Linked DNA regions of Oryza sativa: region 1 is linked to region 2. Evidence: chromatin contacts called from public HiCAR-type data. All regions are on one chromosome and are shown on one strand. Each heading gives the region's core, a stretch centred on a gene start, on an enhancer-like site or on the middle of the called end of the contact. The rest is flanking DNA. Distances are from core to core; before and after follow the strand shown.

Region 1 (2,753 bases), core at 252-2,751, 200 kb before region 2:
TCTTATAACGATTTTACCTGCCAACTGCAGCATGGCATGGGGAAAAGTCTTGAGCCATCGTGTACTTAAATTGTGTAATCATCTGGTGCCACTAGCTATCCGTGAACTTCAGGAGTAAGTTGATCTAGAATGGTGACTGGTCAATGGAGGCCTTGTAATTGTAATTTGTAAAACAATCTAATGATGTAACATCTCAAGGCATTGCCAGTGTGGTCGCGGTGCATGGATTCGTTTCCCTGGCATCTCGGTAAGAAACAGTAATATTTCAGTATTTCACAGTGATAAGTGATTATTAGCATTGGACCCGGTCACTCGGATTCTGTTCTTTTCAAGAGTTCATACATAGGTCATTTTTTTAATGTAGGTTTTTAAAGGTTGTTTATGAAAATGGTCTTAAAAGTATTCCTTTTTTATGAACTTGGCTTTACACAGGCTAAACTGTCATCAATCTAGAACGCTGCACTTTGATGATATCTTGGACATATCGCCATGTTACAATATTTTCTTCGTGCTTGGAAAGCACGATTGATGCCTTCAAGTGAAACTTTGCTCACGGAATTGGTATCACACCACGAAAGATATCATAAAAAATGTGAGCACTAAGCACAGAGTAACAAACTACATGACATGCTCTTGGTACCACTGTACCATCAATAAGGCAGAACATTACCACACTAACACTCAGGCCAAGTGCCTACTGCAAATTAACCCTGGGTTTTGATCCTCATCCTACGCGCTGTACATGTCAAACTGATCTTCATTTCATATCACGCACTCACCGTCGCTCATGCCGACCTGCTTCGCGGCCGCGGCGGCGCCGCGACGGGCGCCGTCACCGGCGACAGCCGGCGGGAAGTTGAGCAGCGCCTTGGCGCCCCGCATGCGGAACGCGGCGCGGTCGTACGCCGCGGCGGCCTCCTCGGCCGTGCCGAAGGTGCCGAGCCACAGCCGCGCGCCGTGCCGCGTCGGGTCACGGATCTCCGCGGCGTACTTCCCCCACGGCCGCCGCCTCACACCGCGGTAGTGCCGCCCGCCAGCGGCGCCGCCCCTCGCCGCCGCTCCCCTGCCTCCGCCTCCGCCGCCGCCACCCTTGCGCCCGGCGGGGTGGCCGGCGACCACCGGCGCCGTCGTCCGCGCGCCCAGCTCCGGCGACGACGACGACGACGACGACAGCGCCGCCACCGCGGAGGCCTCGCGGAGGACGTCGAAGAGGACCATGTCCAGCGAGTCGTTCTCGTTGAGCGGGAGGTACGACGACGGCTGCCCGTTGGCCGCGCGCGCCAGCGACAGAGACACGTCCACGCGTGGCGGCAGAGCACCGGCGGCCTGGAGCGCGGGCGCGGCGGCGAGGCGATCGGCACCGACGCCGGCGCCGGCGCTAAACCCCAAGGAGAGAGACATGCGGGGCTGTACGCGCGGGGCGCGCTAGCTCATGAGACGATCGAGAGAGGTGGATGGATGGAGAGACCGAGAGAGTGGTTTGCAGTGTGGTGTGTCAGGTAGGAGGCGATGCGTGATGTTGTCGCGCTATTTGAACCCGAGGAAGAGCTAGCACTGGAAGTCTGGAACTCTGGAAATGGAAGGATTAATTATTTTTAACTAAAGTGGGGCCATCATGTGTCATGCAAAATGTGATTTCGCAACCTCCTCGGGTGCAAATCATGTGGTTCGGTTCATGCATGCTTTGGCCTTTGGCCAATTACTCCCATTTTTCTACGTAGTTTTGCTGATGAAATCGGCCAATCGGGGTAGGCCCATCCATCCACCGTTGGAGCAGCCAGCTAGCGAGCAGTAGCAGATATTCTGTACGGAGAGGCACACGGCGAGCAAAGCTAGGCTTTTCATGTGTAGCTAAATTGTAATATCCCAGTTGGATTCCTTGCATCTCACGTAGGCAAAGATGTAATATAGCGCTCTGTTTATTAATGCACGGATATGCATGTATGGTTACCTACTCTAGTGACCAATAGAAGAAGATCCTCCTCTAAGGCTGTGTTTGGCTCTCAGGGTTGGGAACACATATACTGCACACGAAAATGGAACGGTGCATTAGCGCGTGATTAATTAAGTATTATGTATTTTTTTTTAAAAAAAAGATCAATATGATTTTTTAAGCAACTTTCGTATAAAAACTTTTTGAAAAAACGTTTAGCAATTTGAAAAGCGTACACGAGGAACTCAAGGGTATCGAACACAGCCTAACTTAACTTCGCATGCAATTGAGTCACTGATATATAAGTCCCACTTTGTTATGTTCCACATGTCAGTGGTTCAATTACATAGTAGTTAGAGCACCTGCAATGGTAAATTAAGGTGCTCTCTATAAAACATGTACATCTCAACAATAAACTAGATTAATAGTAAACCATCTCAATAGTATGTCTACATGGGTATCTATAGCTCTCTAATCTATTGCCTCGTTTTTCTATATAGACTATCTCCAGGTTAGTATATAGCTTTGCTCTCTCTATTCATTTAATTTCTTTCAAGTAAGAAAATATGCTGATATGAATATTTTGTAGAGAGACTATAAATAACCATTATGGGTGTTCTTAAGTTAGAGGATCCCTTTATAAGGGTCCAAGGGATGGGAGGGGTTAATAGCAGTTGATTTCGAGTCGGCTCATGCTGTCTCGCTACTACTCCAGCTTTTAACTTTCTTTTCCTCCATTATTTTTTCTTTCATTTCATTGATTCATTCTTTATTTTTTCAGTAGCGCTTAATAGCTTTCTCGTGGGGGCATTGACAGGAT
Region 2 (2,804 bases), core at 50-2,549:
TATGCGTAGCAATTACTCTTCAGAGATGCATTAGTATTAAAAGCACACAGTAACATAAATATATATACATGAAATCAGCTTCAAAATGCCTTCAGGTGGACCTCAGCTTCCAGATACCTTTTGGTGCTTATTTGTATGTGCTGCTAAACCTCTTTTCCTTTTGTGGGACTACAGAGGATCTTATTGTGTGCACTATTTAACTTTATAAATTAATTTCAAGAAACATACATACCACAACAACAAAAGCCCCCATGTCCACACTTGGAGTGTATGTGGCCTCATTCTTTCCTCTGATGTGTACTGCAATGGTGGATGCAAGCCTACCTAGAATCTTGTCTGTTGCATCAACAACATACCATGTCTTCTCAGTAGTTACATGATCTGCAGCCTTAGGGTACCATGTTGTGTTCCATATGTCCTGCAAATTAAATTCCTTGGTCCGATCACTACACAGAACAGGTTGCACAGAAAAGAGAGAAAGAACACAAGAATGGTATCCGTACTGAATTCTAACTTCACAAACCTAAACATCCACAGATAAAAAGATATGGTAGTCATGTAGGTGCGAACACTGTTGAGTAATACAACACAATGTTAGCGACCAATTCAGAAAGACCAACGTTCCCTCCATGTTATTTTCAGTTCATTTTATGGAATCCTCTTTCGTAATAAATTACAACTAGATAACTTTAAATAAAATAAGATGGTGGTCTATACGGTATAGTAACATGTAAAAACATTGTGTATTTTCCCTAACATTATTCATGTAAAGAAAGGATTTGACCCAATAGAGCAAGATGAAGTGACTTACGGATTTAGAAATGAATGGGACTAATCTTGAGCTTTCCTAAATAAGCGGCAATCCTAAATCACGGTAAAATTTCCCTTTATCCAAGGAATGTAGCATTACTATTCATTTTCTGAACTGAGAAAGAGAAGAATGTATACGGGAGAGAGAAAGAGAGGTGAGGGTTAGTACGGGGCCGCAGAGCTCGTCGCCTTCGAACATGAATCGCTGCTCGCGGGGGACGAGCGCGGAGAGCGGCTGCCTCTTCTGCTTCTCGCTCTGCTCGCACCGCACCGACAGGCCCCCCGCGGCGGCGCGGCGGGTCGCGGGCCTCGCCGCGCGCCGCTGGCGGGGGAGCGGCCTGTCCCTGGCGAAGGCGGAGGAGAGGAACGCGGAGGCTGCGATGGCCGTAGCCATTGCGACGGCGGCGCGGTGAGGAGGACGCGGCTGCGGCGAAGTCTTGTCCGTCTGGCTTGGCCTGGTTCAGTGGAACGCCACTGCCATTTCGTTTCGGGGAGGCGAGGTGGAGAGAGCAGAGCGGATAAGAAGGGGATAGGGGGGGAGAGGGAGCCAGAAGGGGAAGAGGAAGAGATGGGCCTTTTGCTTAGCTGGGCTTTGCAGCCCACAGATGCATCAAAGCTAGAGAAACGCGTAGAAATTCCGATATGTTAAATGGGATAATTGCTTATTTAACCCTATTTTAAAGGCCAACTACTAAATTGATCTTATTTTTTTAGGTTTGTTTATTTGACCCTGTTATTTGAAATTGAAGTTTCCATTTGACCTGTTTTGCTTTCACCGGTAGAACATCACTTAGAAAAAAGAAAAAAAAAATACTACCCTAAAGTGACCAAAATACCCCCGTGTTACAAATTAACCCTAGGATTCCCATTCCATTCCCCAGCTCTTCGTCCCAATCCCCACCTCGCCGGTGACGGGGAGAGCTGCCGCCGACCGGGCTGGAGGGAGAGGCGGCGGCGGCGTTGGCGGCGCATCGAGGGAGCGGTGGCGGCGGCCGCGCGAGGAGGGAGAGGGAGCGGCGGCGGCGGCGGCGGCGTTGGCCGCGCGTAGAGGGAGCGGTAGCGGCGGCCGCGCGAGGAGGGAGAGGGAGCGGCGGCGGTGGCGGCGTTGGCCGCGCGTAGAGGGAGAGGGAGTGGCGGCCGCGCGAGGAAGGAGAGGGAGCGGCGGCGGCGTTGGCCGCGCGAGGAGGGAGAGGGAGTGGCGGCCGCGCGAGGAAGGAGAGGGAGCGGCGAGCGGCGGCGGCGGCCGCGCGAGGAGGGAAGGAGTAGCGGCGTCGGCGCGCAGGAGGAGGGAGCGGCGGCGGCGGCGGCTGCCGTGCTCGAAGCGGAGAGATTGAGCGGCGGCGGGGCTGCTGCCGCACGGAGGGTGGAGGAGGGGCAGCAGCGCCGGCTGTTGCCGCGCGGAGGGGCGGCGCCGCCGGCTGCCGTCGTGCGTCGTGTGGAACGAGAGACGGAGGATAACTTGTGGTTGGATTTGTTGATGGATTTGGATACGAATTTATTGTTGGATTTGGATCTGATTTGCTGTTGGACAATATGCTTTGCTGTTGGACAATATGCTGTCAAATTTGTGTAAAATTCTGTTAAATTGAAGACAAATCTGTCTCAGATCTGTAAAAGCCATGAAAATCATTGCAAATATTTAAAAAGTCCCGATGAAGAAAAAACTTTGATATAATATGGTAAATGAGCAGGGGCAAAACGGACAATTTCCCTCTTAGTTAACACCGTTATCTACCCTTCACAAAATAGGGTCATCTCTGATCTTCAATTTTAAAAAGCATGGTCAAATGAGCAAACCTAGAAAAGTAAGGTCAAATTGATAGTTAGACATCAAAATAGGGTCAAATGAGTAATTGCCCCATGTTAAATTGTCCACACACACAAGCAAGTCAGCACTACAGGTGATATAGGATCATATACCCAAAATTAGGCTATGTTTCTGGCGACAAATAAAGATAACTGAAAAGGTAAGATCATTGGAGAATTGGTGTCCA

What was found. HiCAR-type assays count read pairs that join an accessible place to other places.
Region 1: a contact with region 2 is called in a HiCAR-type map of leaf, with 2.2 times the contacts expected there. The contact joins the promoter of LOC4327006 here to the promoter of LOC4325555 in region 2. A contact is called at or near these places in 1 of 15 Hi-C or Micro-C datasets (panicle) and 1 of 4 datasets of contacts at active chromatin or transcription factors (leaf).

What each region holds. Positions count from the first base shown.
Region 1 is chr1:32,166,668-32,169,420 of ASM3414082v1, reverse strand. It overlaps LOC4327006 (pathogenesis-related genes transcriptional activator PTI5), which reads right to left and starts at 1,501. Exons shown (of 1, transcript XM_015760037.3): 1 at 440-1,501. The coding sequence starts at 1,401. The coding sequence ends at 763. It overlaps LOC4327007 (probable lipid-A-disaccharide synthase, mitochondrial), which reads left to right. Exons shown (of 9, transcript XR_010734898.1): 9 at 1-311.
Region 2 is chr1:31,965,640-31,968,443 of ASM3414082v1, reverse strand. It overlaps LOC4325555 (large ribosomal subunit protein uL13c), which reads right to left and starts at 1,299. Exons shown (of 4, transcript XM_015767553.3): 1 at 980-1,299; 2 at 233-418. The coding sequence starts at 1,204.